2 separate regions of the Sus scrofa genome follow, and region 1 is linked to region 2. A link is a contact called in public Hi-C data. All regions are on one chromosome and are shown on one strand. The core of a region is the stretch at or near the end of the contact, and the rest is flanking DNA. Distances in the headings are between cores, read along the strand shown. Region 1 holds the start of CCDC190 (coiled-coil domain-containing protein 190). Region 2 holds the start of NUF2 (kinetochore protein Nuf2).

The links. Hi-C and Micro-C count contacts between places; a contact is called where the count stands out from the background.
Region 1: a contact with region 2 is called in a Hi-C map of fetal skeletal muscle, with 2.5 times the contacts expected there. The contact joins the promoter of CCDC190 here to the promoter of NUF2 in region 2. A contact is called at or near these places in 3 of 5 promoter capture datasets (fetal liver, fetal skeletal muscle and liver), 14 of 47 Hi-C or Micro-C datasets (adipocytes, alveolar macrophages, fetal skeletal muscle and 8 more) and 1 of 2 datasets of contacts at active chromatin or transcription factors (alveolar macrophages).

Annotation. Positions count from the first base shown.
Region 1 is chr4:87,554,954-87,561,553 of Sscrofa11.1, forward strand. It overlaps CCDC190 (coiled-coil domain-containing protein 190), which reads left to right and starts at 5,074. Exons shown (of 4, transcript XM_003355080.4): 1 at 5,074-5,339; 2 at 6,400-6,598. The coding sequence starts at 6,403.
Region 2 is chr4:87,188,998-87,195,468 of Sscrofa11.1, forward strand. NUF2 (kinetochore protein Nuf2) reads right to left here and starts at 5,196. Exons shown (of 14, transcript XM_005655379.3): 1 at 5,059-5,196; 2 at 1,384-1,526; 3 at 145-219. The coding sequence starts at 1,506. It overlaps LOC100518120 (a long non-coding RNA gene), which reads left to right and starts at 5,309. Exons shown (of 2, transcript XR_001303421.2): 1 at 5,309-5,515.

The DNA of each region.
Region 1 (6,600 bases), core at 3,824-6,323, 370 kb after region 2:
TAGTTGGTTTACAGCATTCTGTCCGTTTTATACTGTACAGCAAGGTGACCAGTCTCACATACATATATATACATTCTTTTTTCTCACATTATCATGCCCTATCATAAGTGACTAGATATAGGTTCCAGTGCTATACAGGAGGATCTCATTGCTTATCCATTCCAAAGACAATAGAATTCCCACCTAATGTTTTAAGAGCACTGAGGACTGTTATCTAAATCTACAACTGCATTAGAGGTTGAAAAATGATGATTTCCCTACTTCTAGACTTCCTTCTGCATCTATTAGTTGCCAGTATTATAAAAATATTTCCCTCATCTATTCTTTAATCATCCTGAAAATATAGTCTATATGGGAAAGACAGGATATATATTTGCTTTTTTCCCTTGGGTAATTTTTAGGATAGTGAGCTCTTCCCTGAGCCACCTCCTAAAATAGTTGACCTCTGGAGTGTTTTCATAATGATGCTTGTGTCTTTTTAAAAATCAGCTTTATTAAGGTATAATTTACATCCAAATTGTAATAATGTAGATTAATTAATGAATTATCATTTTTATAAATGTTTGTATTGGAGTTGATAGACTAAAAATTTTTGCATTTGTGATTATGAAGAGTATTGTTGTATAGTATGCATTTCTTGTAATATCTTTTTCTGGTTTTGGTATCAAGGTTACGCTGGCCTCTGTATAGAAAGAATTGGGAATTATTTCCTCCTCTTCAATTTCTGAGAGTTCGCATAAAATTGGTATTATTTTTTCCTTAAATGTTTGGTAAAATTACTCAGTTTTCTTTGCAGGAAGGTTTTAACTGCAAATTCATCTTCTTTCATCTGTATAAGAACATTTAGATGATCTATTTCCTCTTGAATAAGCTTTGGCATAATATAGCTTTTTTATCTAATCTGTCAAGTTCATTGGCATAAACTTGTTTATAATATTTCCTTATTAACTTTTTCGTATCCATAGAATCTGTAGTGATGCCCCCTCTTTAATTTCTGACATTTGTAATTTTTATCTTCTTTTTTCCTCAAATCAGTCCAAATAGAAATTTAGTGTTATTGATCTTCTCAATGAATCAATTTTTGATTTCATTGATTTCCTCTACTGTTTTTCTATTTTTAATTTCATTTTTTTATGTTCTTGCCTTTATTTTTTCATTTCTTCTGCTTCTTTGGGCTTAATTTTCTCTTTTACTAGTCTTATAAAGTATAAACTGAGCTAATCTGAGATATTCTTTAGAATACAGGTGCTTTAGTGCTATAAATTCTCTTCTAAGTAGTGCTTTAGTTCATCTAACAATTTTTTATATGGTGTGTGTTATAACTTGCATTCATTTGAAAGTATTCTAATTTCCTATTTGATTTCATTTTTGATCTTTGGACTGTTTATTTATTTATTATTGAAGTATAGTTGATTTATGGTATTCCAGTAGGTTCAGGTGTACAGCAAAATGATTCAGTTTTTTTTTTCAGAATATTTTCCACTATAGGTTATTGCAAGATATTGAGTATATATCCCTATGTTTTACAGTAAATTCTTATTTATCTATTTTATGTGTTGGCAGGCAAGGCTGGCGAGGCCCTTAGCCTCAGTGTCCTCCACTGGGCACTCAGGGAGGCCCCCCCAGGCAGGTGTCCCCCGGTGGAGTGGCACCAGCTGGACACCCAATTTGCTGGTCAGCAATGTGGCCAATCTATGGGTTATTTAGAAGTATATCATTTTATTTCCAAGTATTAGAAGGATATTCCAGTTATCTTTCTGCTTTGATTTATAATTTCATTTCATTGTGGTCAGAGAATATACCTCATTATTTCAATACTTTCATTAAAACTTACTTTATGGCCCAGAATATGATCTATCTTAATAAATGTTCCTTGTGGACTGGAAAAGAATGAGTATTCTGTGGCTTCCAGGTGGAATATTCTATAAGTGTTAGTTTGCTCAAGTTGGTTAATAGCATTGTTTGCTTCCTTTATCCTTAGTAATTTTCTTTACATAAATTCTACAAATTACTGAGAGAAAAAATATGCTGAAATTACTGACCATAATTGCAGGTTATAATTGATTCTTCCAAAGAGTCCTATCAGTTTTTGTGTCACATATTTGGGAGCTCTGTTTTTAGAAGCCAAAACATTATGGATTTTTATGTTCCCTTGATGAATTAGCTCCTTCATCAATAAGAAATGACTCTCTTGATCACTGTTAACATTCTTGCCTCTTAAAATTATTTTTCATGTATAAGTATATCCATCCCCGATTTCTTTTAAGTAGTGTTAGTATGGTGTATATTTTTCCATCCTGTATTCTTCATCTATTTATGTCTTCATACTGAAATTGTGTTTTGTTTTGCTTTTTTGTCAGCACTGTATACTATGGTGCTGTTCTTTTATTTGATCTGACTGTCTCTGATTTTCAATGTGGCATTAAAACCATTTATATTTATTGTGATTCTTAATAATGTTCCGTTTAAATCTATCATCCTGCTATCTATTTCCTTTTTGTCTAAACTCCTTTTTATTTTCTCTTTCCTCTTTTTCTTTCTTATTTTATTTATTTTTTCCTTTGTCTATTTTGGCCACCCCATGGGATACAGAGTTCCCAGGCCAGGGATCAGATCTGAGCCACAGTTGTGACCTATGCTGCAGCTGTAGCAATGCCAGATCCTTAACCCACTGTGCCAGGGCAAGGATCGAACCTGCATCCCAGTCCTCCCAAGACACTGCTGATCCCACTCTGTCACAGCAGGAACTCCTTTCTTTCTTATTTTAGATTCAGTGTTTATGATTCCATTTTATCATACTTGCTCAATTCTTAGTTATAAATCTTTTTCATATTATTTTAGAGGTTGTTTTAGAGTTTAGAGTATACAGCTATGACTTATTACAGTTTACCTTCAAGTGATTTTATACTGCTGCAGGATAGCATAAAAATCTTATAACAGTATACTTCCATTTCTTCCTATCTGGGTTTTGTATTATTGTTGCCCTGCTTTCTACTTCCATACATGTTATAAATCTCACAATACATTGTTACTTTTTGCTTTGAACAGTCAACTATATTTTAAAGAGATTTAAATAATAAGAGAAACTATCGTTATCCTTACCCATTTAGTTACTATTTCCTGGGCTCTTCATCCTTTTATGTAGATTTGGATTTCGATTAGGTGTAATTTTCCTTCTATTTAAAGGACTGTCTTTAACATTTTTTGAATTGTACATCTTTTGATAAAAAATTATTGGTGCTTCCTTATGACTAAAAAAATTCTTCAATTTACTATTGTTATTAAAAGACTTTTGTGTATATAAAATTCTATTTTTTTTTTCTTTTAACTTTAAACATCTTGCTTCACTATCTTGTGGCTTGAATTGTTTCTGACAGGAAGTCTGCCATAATTCTTATCTGTGTTCCTCTGTGGTGTGTCTTTTTTCACTCTTTTTTTTTTCCTTGTCTTTCTAGGGCCACACCCATGGCATAGGAGTCAAATCAGAGCTGTAGCTGCTGGCCTACACCACAGCCACAGCAACACAGGATTAGAACTGTCAGCAACTAACACCACAGCTCACAGCAATGCAGTCTCCTTAACCTGCAGAGCAAGGCCAGGGATCGATACCGTGTCCTCATGGATTCTAGTCGGGTTCATTACTGTTGCTCCATGATGGGAACTCCCTAGTTGTTTTCATAAATTATTTATTAGTTTTTTTAGCAATTTGATTTTATATACCTTGGAGTCATTTTATTCATCTTTCTTCAGCTTGGAATTCATTGAGCTTCTTGAATCTGGTACTTTGCCTGCTGCTACTAGCTGCCTTGGCTTTTCTGGACTTCTGCCTCCATCTTTTAAGGAGAATCCATTACTCCCTGTGATGTGGCCTGGAAACTCAGGAATACATTGTACACATTTCTGTACACACACTTTGGTTATAAAAAAAAAGTCAATCCCACTTTGAAATTCCAATCTCAAATACTGTTTAAACCCTTTCCTTGCTGGACTCCAAGGGACCTGGAGGAGGGTGGGATATGATAATCTGCCCTATCATTCTCCTTCTCCAGCCCCGTGGATGGACTGGAAAACATGGATTTTTTTGGTATACCTCCTCTCCCTTATCTTTTCAATATGTAACCCCCAATGTTGGGGTATATAAGGAAATAAAAGAGGCAGAGTTCTTCAAATATAATTGTGCTGAGGCATTATTGTTTTTTCCCCAACCAGTCCTTCTCCAGCTGGGAAGGAGGTGTCAGTATCCCCTTGTGTAGACATCCCCTTCTCTATGACGATTTTCTTGGGACCCCATTCCCTTCATTTAAATTTTGGAGGTGGGAGAATTACCTCATGAGAGGGGATGGTAAAGGCATTACCTCCTACTGAGAGAATAATGGATTTTCAACTCCCTCTCCCCAGTAAGCTCCTTATAATAGCTTGCTTGCTAGGTGATGACTGTGGGCCTATTTAGCTGTCTCTCTGTAAGCTTTGGGGGAATTAATAGGCCTCTGTGCTAGCAGGTCTTTTTAGACTGTGGGACATTAATGCCTCTTGTTTTTAGATGAAGCTCTAGGGCAACAGTAAAAATCCCACTTAATATCTTATTCTATAGCCAATATAGTTCAACTGGCCTTCTACCACAGAGTGCAATATATGATCACAAAAGCTGATTTAAATTTCATTTTGCCTAATTCCATTTTGACAACTTTGGACATCTTAATAAGCCCTGAAGTACACAAAACATGGATAGAAGCCTAGGAAAAGTAGTACAGTGTGCAAGAATACAAAGTAAACAAATTAACTACTCTCCTGCATAAAATGTGCACATTCTGACAAAAAAAAAAAAAAAAAAAAAAAAAAGCCTTCTTATGGAACCTGATCTGGTTTCCAAGAAGTAGGAATGGGTGTTGTGAGGGGAGGTAGGGAGCAGTATGGCAAAAGAGGGGGGGGATAGAGAAGGGGGATGGGGAGAGAGGGGAGAGAGACTGAAAACAGAGTAAGACGCTCCTTGCTTTCATTCTTGGCTCCCATGGACACAGCCCAGGAGCACTGCGTGCCCCTCTAGGGGAGGGCTGGAAGCTGGCAGGCTTCCTTAACTCGAGGAGTTATTTCAAGCTCTGGGACTGGTGCCCACACCCAGGGAGTTAGCATTCCTGACCAAGGAGGTGGCATCGATGAGAGCTTTCAAGTATATTCATCATTCTCCCCTGCAGCCCTCTCCAAAGACCCCTCCCCTCCCTTCTTCCCCAACACTAAACCCCTTCATTTACTGAAGAAAAACAGGCTCATTAATCCAGGCTCAGCCTGGCATACCAAAAGAAGCAGGCAACAGTTTTACGGTGAGAACCCTGGATTTGTAGGTAAGTGCTACTCACCGTGTTCTTCAGTAAAAGTTTATTCTACACTTTAGGCTGAAATCAAGCTGTCTTAAAATTTCTTTCCTGTGTCCTGACCTTATCTCCCTTTTAATACTAAGTTTTTTTTCCAGTGTTATTATAATCAAAGCTTTTTGATAACAGCTGATTTATATCTCAGGTACGTATTGTGCTCTTAGCTCTGAGATACATATTGTGAAGGATGCAAAGAGGAGGAAAAATGGGTGTCCCTGACTGTTAGTGCAGAGTTCAGAGGAGGAAGATGGGTGAAGGCAGGAAGAGGAACTCCTGCACAATCCAAGTGGTCTCACCAGAGCTGCCCAGACTACTTGTTCTGAATGCCTATATTATTTTGTGACCAGCAGATCCTACTCTTTCTACTTTTTGCAATATTGATTGCTCAGATTCGGCATGTACCATTAGACTCCAGAGTTGAAATCTGAAAGTTCTTTGAAAGCAGGAATTGTTTCTCATTCACCACTTTTCTTAGCCCTCAGCACAGCTCTTGGCACATAGCAGAATTACAGGCTACTATGTGTGGACCTGCACATACATGAATTAGTGAACTAAAGGGGCCCTAGAATGGCTCTGTCCTAAGTCCCCAAATCATTTACAGACCTCTGAACAGGCTTTCAAGGAGTCTCTAAAGAACAGTAGAAAGGACTTATAGGATGAATAATGCCTTATGTATGGAAAGTGTTTCTATTATTTTTGCCCAAAAAGTTGTTCATATTCTTTTTATTTGATCTTTGCAGCAATCTCATTGGTGGTTGTATAGGGAAACTATCGTCTATCACTATATTATTGGCAAGGAGACTGAAGTTCAGAGCAGTTTGCTCTCAATACTTCTGTGTCACTCTGGAAACTCATGTTGCCATAGGGCAGTTTTCCAATAGTGTGACTTCATCTGACCTGGCAGCTGTGCGTTTAGAAACACACGGGATTCAAACACTGATCTCTGATTCAAAGCCAGGGGACAGAGTTCCTGTTTTGCTTTCTCAGGTCTGTCACAGTGCCTGGAAGAATCTTGTTCTGTCATCTCTAGACCATGAAGAAGATGGAGAGACACATGGTTAGGGGACCACTGCATAAGCACTTCGATTTGGAAAGGAAGAATGCCAAGCAGGCTGAAGCCAGACTCAGCCAAAGACTGCAGAGATTAGACGATATCTGCCTGTACTATGTGAAATCGTTGACCAGAGAGCAGAGACAGCTCCAGAAAGAACTGCAGAGGTTGCAGCAAGGT
Region 2 (6,471 bases), core at 3,946-6,445:
TTCTCTTTAAGTGACACTGATTTTATATAAGCCTTTTATTTTGTTGAAAATAAAGTCAAGAACTTCTTATCCTGAAAACCAATACTCAATACGAGCAGGAGAAATGCAACAAAAGAACATAATTTTGCCTCATCTTAAACCCACCATGTAAAAATGCTCCAGTCGAATTCCATATACGATTTGTAAAGCTCTCATGTAGATCATGTGCAAGACTTCAGGCTACAACAGAAAAATAGCTTTAAATACTTGCTGCATCACATCACCATTACTGTCCAATACTATAGTCAATGGATGCAAAGAAGAGTGACAAAATTACTCCATTTCTCTTGAAATATTTAATTTTTCCAAATTTCAAAAACATGATTATTAGTTTGTTCATGTAATAAGTGGTCAACAACATCAGTTATTTAAGCTTATATAAAGAATGATAATAAGTATATTCAATACTAATCCAGGCAATCTCTCCACATTAGGAAACGGAAGATGGATTGGTCTATCAAAACAAGTGTCAGGTACATGGCAAAAATAATGGCTCAATGAAGGTATTTTTTTTTTTAAAGATCATTGGAAATCTTGTTTGGTGCCTCAGATGTTAAGGTTTAAGATGCCTTAGTTATTAAAGTTTAAGTGAATACTATGATCTAGGAAGTATAAATTTAATAGGATAGTATGGGTTTAACTTTTATCTTCTAAACCATTGGTTCCCAATTGCAGACTTATAGCACCTGTTCTGATTCATATACAAACAAGTTCATTTATTCTGAGATTATTCCTTCCATTTTAAAGAATTAAAGAGGCATCAAGATCAAAAAGTTTAAGTTCTACATCATTAAACCTGGGTTTATTATTTTATTGCTTCAAGATGAACATAGGAAATTGGACGGAGACTTTGAGGTTTTCTGTGACACATAAATAGTTCATTTTTGCATTTAATAACTAAAGATATAAAGAACAATGTCTGTCAAAACAAGTCAATTCCCCCTTGGGGCATAATGGAAGAAAATTAATCTGTAAGCTTCCAAAGAAGATTGTTTATAAGCACTTTTTTTGTGATTGGAAACCACCTGGAATAAGCTCCTGCAATACTCTCAGACCACTGCTTCAATAATAAAAAGTTTAATATAGTTTACCATGTCTAAGCTTTATTTTTTTTAAGAAAATGACCATATTAAAGATTTGAATTCCTAATGGGAATGCAGAAGTTGCCCCACATAGAAACAATGTTATTTTAAAATTACACTAGGTGAGAGGTCTTTCTCTGGATTAAAATGACTAGCTTGTATCAAACAGTAAGATACATGCCCTTCTCCACACACTACAGACCTAGCAGTTTAATTTCCTTTCAAATAACATCAACCACATGCAAACATTACCACATTTTACCTTGGGATTTGGAGAAAGATCATTCTTGGAGAGGTTTTTACCATCAGCTCCTGTTAAGATTTTGTTTCGAATATGAACCACAATCTCAGCTACATTATATCTGGGAAAAGATAAAGTTTCCATCTTGGGAGTCTCCTGCTAGTCTAAAGAAATTAAAAAAACAAGATCAGAAACATGGCACAACCAGCAATTCTCATTATCTGGAAGCTGATAAATAGAAAATTAGCAAGCCAAGGTTGAACTATATTCATAGCAGTGCTAGCTATCATCAAATCATCAAACATCCTAGTAAGTAACATTAAAAATATGTACAGACATACACACACACACATATCCTAATATAACTTTTATTCTAAAGCAATACAATCATTTTCTAGTTTTCCTAATGTTGTTTTTCTTTCATACGGGAAAGAGGACTTAGGTCCAGACAGATGAGAAACTATGTTTTTCTTTTTTAAACTGGTAAGATGGTAAGATCTATCCTGAAAATTAATCCTTGAAACACTACCAAGATATATAGGCAACACTAATTTTTTTTTTTTTTTTTTTTTTTTGTCTTTTTGCCATTTCTTGGGCCGCTCCTGCAGCACATGGAGGTTCCCAGGCTAGGGGTTGAATCGGAGCTGTAGCCACCAGCCTACGCCACAGCCACAACAACGCGGGATGAGAGCCGCATCTGCAACCCACATCACAGCTCACGGCAACGGCCAGATCCTTAAGCCACTGAGCAAGGCCAGGGATCAAACCCACAACCTCATGGTTCCTAGTCGGATTCGTTAATCACTGAGCCAAGATGGGAACTCCTAGGCAACACTATAGAACTATTATAGAAATAATAGGAAAATAGGGTAGATAAAAAAAACTATACTCTGATGTGATATTTTATTCAATGTACACACAGTGGCATGACTAATGAAGTTTAAGATGTAAATAGGAAGAGAGAGAGGAAAAAAAGAGTAAGAGTACAGTAGCTGTAGTGGGACTTCCAATCACCAGAGTGAGAATTTAGGGAAAAAAAAAAGAAACAACAAAAGCCACCTCCCCTATGTCCTCAGATAGTGAGGTATTCCCAACTGGTCCCCCTGGAGCAGTAATTCTCACAATTTTGTAGACATTTTTGGTTGTCAGGAGTAAAGTGGGGCTGCTACTGGAATCTAGTGGGTAGAAGGCCCAGCGTTCTGCTAAACATCCTGCAATGCATAGGCCAGCCACTCAAGAGCAAAGAACTATTCAGTTCAAAATGCCAATAATGCTGAGGTTAGGAAATCCTGCCCTAGAGCCTAGCACTGAACTCTTGTTATACGACTTGCCACAGTGTACTGTGATGATGTTTCTGGCATTACATGGTGGGCTCTCAGTAAGCTAAGAAAACTTTCATTTTCTTCACATCTCTAGCTGTGCCTAACAGAATAGCAATCATAGTAGTAGCAGAAGCAGCAGCAATAGAAGCAACTGTCTCTTAGCTAACAATACTTGGTTAATTACCTATGAATCCCCTATTCTCTAGAGAATCAGCTGTTCCCAGAGATCCAATGTGAAGATATTCAATTTTGCAAACAAACTGAAATGACCCACAATTCTGGAAATCTATTTCTTTAGGCTCCGAGTGTTTCTTAGAATGTCAGGGTTAGAAAGCAGCTTTGGCACCCTGCTTAACCTCTGACAAATATAGGATACCATTCTAAAATATGATTAACAAACAGCTTCCCAGTTCTGCTTGAACACTTGAAAACAGCATTTGCTGTCTCAAGGCAAAAGTTTTTTCCACCTTAGTATAGCTATAATAATCAGATAACTCTTTCTCATACTAGATAGAATTTTCTTTCTGTTTATTGTAAGTGTTACCTACTGGTCTTATTTCTAGTCACAGCAAAAATGTAAAATATACTAATCTGTTTACATGATTCCACTTTCAAAAATGTGAAGGAAGCTATCATCTCTGCTTAGCCTTCTCTTGTCTAAGGTAAGCATAATTTAAGAATAACCACTCCTTTTATGACTTTGTTTCAGAAATTTTACCATTCTACTCATTTTCCTCCAGAACTAGTCTGTTAATGTCTTCTTAAAATGTAATGCTCAGATTGAACACAATACTCTGAATATAGTCTGTTCAGGGAAAAATATCAGTACAGCTGGCAACAGTCACTGTTGATCAAGTGCTATTGACAAACATATATGATGGAGTGAAAACTCCCAGAACTTCTTCAGCATAGCTCACTGATGTCAAGCCAAGACTTCTCCATATTCTTCTTACATAACTGATTACTTGAATCCTAAGCAAGGACTTGCATTTCCTATTATTGAATTCATAATTCCAAGTTTTCCTTCTATAGCCACAATCTTTTTGAACCCAGATTCTGACACCTCATATATTATATGTCCTTTTCAGCATAAATATGCGTATCTACATTTTCATCTAGGTGAGAGATTTAAAAATCAATGATAAAAAGCCTTGCCCAAAGAAAGGCGGCAGAAAGTTAATTTTCCAAAACATACTATATCTGGATCAGAGATGATCACATTAAAGAGGTGTAAAATATCTTCAAAATTATTATTGCACATCCCTCTCTTCTAAAATCTTCACACCCTCTCAGATTAATCCATATAGAATACCACTGCATCATGTAACATCTTTACAAAAATAATTACTCGCCCTATTCGCCACATCAAATTCACATGTTTCTGCTTGGTTTCTAAAACCTTCCACAATTTAATAACCTAATGAATTTTCTGTTCCAAGTTAGTCTCCTCCAGGACGTTTCCCAAACTTCCAATGTTTCCTCTTGGAACCACCTTTCATATCCAATTTCTAGCTTCTTTTGACAGGTTGAATCAAGGGAAGTTCCAATCCATTCTTGGGGGAGGGAGGAAAAAAAAAAAAAAAAACACAGGAGAAGAGAGGGGGAAAATGGAGGAGAGAGGCACTTTGGTTAGATAAAGATATATAAATGACCTAATAAATGTAAAGTGATCCTCAGGCCGCCTGCCAAGTAACAGGCATTTTACATTCGTTACCCCTCAGTTTCTCATTTATTTGCAACACCGAAGTCCTGTGCACAGTAGGTTTTGAATGAATACCAGTTAAATTTCAAACACATTGTTTTGCTAAAATAAATTAGATCGTGGAAATCAAAATCCCAGGAAGCAGAGAATAAACAAAAACAATGACTCCTAACCTCAATAAGGTAAAGTTTCCTGAACTCATTCAGGAAGAATAATCATGCTATACATGCATGGCATATGTACACTGCTCTCTTCCTCTAACTTTCGGATGAAGTATATTTTTGCCTTTTGATTCCTGATTTTGACTTTGGTTAAGCGACGTTTGAGCAACGGAGGTTTGCAGAAAGTTGACCAACATCTGCAACCCCATCACCTTTTAAAGAAATGGGTTTAAAACATATAAATGCAAGCTTCAACTGACCAGCTTCAGTTCAAGTTTCTTCTCCGTAGTTTATGCTGTATCAGACAACACCCATCCGTTTGGTAGGAAATGAGCTAGTTTGGGGGACTAAAATCCAAAAAAATGACCTGTCTTCTCTAGCCTCCCCCGCCCGCGCCGCGCCCAACGAAAACACTGCCAGGCCCCGCGTTCTGACTCCGGCCGGTGGCTCCAGAGCGAGAGGGCGCACTTAGTCTCCCTTTCTCCTCCCGCGCGTGTCTGTTAGCGCTCACCTGCCGCACCAGCCGCCCACAGGAAGACGGCGAGTCCGTGGAGCAGTTACAAGCGAAGCCAAAAATCTGCAAACATCAACCGTTGTTACTTTTCAAACATGCCGCCTCTTCCTGTAAGTCCCTCCCCGTTCCGCCCCGCCCACTTCCTGCTCTCTAGCCGCGCCGGGTGCCGGTTGGGCTCAATAGACTCAAGGCGGCTGGGGCTGGAACTGCGAGAGGACGCCGGGTTCCACCCGGAACTATTTTTCGCGGAGTTGGTGCCTAGTCGGACCTCGAGTTCGTAAGCAGTGGGAGCGCAGTGGTTTGGAGGAGTCCGAGGTTGCTATGGAGTCCCCGAAACTTTTGAAAACTGTCGGGGTTCCAGGCGAAGAGCAAGAGCGAATGGAGGATTTCTGGAGACGTGTGCTAAGCTTAAGGTGACAAGGGAAAGAGGACGTGGGGCTTTCAATGGAGCAGGGTAAGTCATAGAGTCTCAGAGTAATAATGATATCGATATTTTTTGATCATTAATTATGAGGCTCCAGGTTTTGTGTTGGATGCTTATAGGTATTATCTAATTTAGGCTTCATTAGAAAGGGAAAAGGAGGAGTTCCCGTTGCGGCTCAGCTGGTTAAAAACCCGCTAGTATACATGAGGATGCGGGTTCGAGCCCTGGCCTCACGCAGTGTCTTAAAGTATCTGGCATTTACTCGCGCTGTAGTGTGTAGGTCGCAGATGCGGCTAGGATCTGGCGGATCTGGCGTTGCTGTGGTTGGCCTGCAGCAGTTCCGATTAGACCCCTGAGAATTTACATATGCCGCAGGTGCGGCCCTAAAAAAAATGAGAGGGGAAAAAAAAAAAAGGGAAAGGGGTGCTCCCTGGTGGTTCAGCTGGTTAAGGATCTGGCGTTGTCACTGTTGCGGCACAGGTTTGATCCCTGGCCGGGGATCTTACGCATGTGCGGGTGAGGAAAAAAAAAAATTAATAAGGAAAAGTGGTTAGTAGATACTGTCATCAAATGAGTGATTAAATCAAGGAGATTATGCACTTGGCCCAAAGCTGTACGCAGTAGTTCATAAGTAGCATAATCAGGATTTGAACACAGATCATTTGATTGTGTTTGTAGGTACAACTTCAAGAGATGAGAGCAACCTAGCAGTGCACTTGGTTAGGTTAGTTCACTTTCACAGGCTTAGAAGTGATTCGTTTCCACTTGTACGGTAAGTGACACTGTCTAGGGTAGAACCCAAATCTCCTGGTGCTTCTCCCTCCCTTCATTCATCCCTCCACAGGAGCCAGGGACTCCTGGTGTTTCCCAACACTGAACTATTAGCCAAACTTGGATGTCTCTGAGTTGGATTCTTCAGATAATAATGCTCGAATGAGAGGGAGTTCATACATGATCACAAATAAGGGTCTTGCAGCAACTACTGG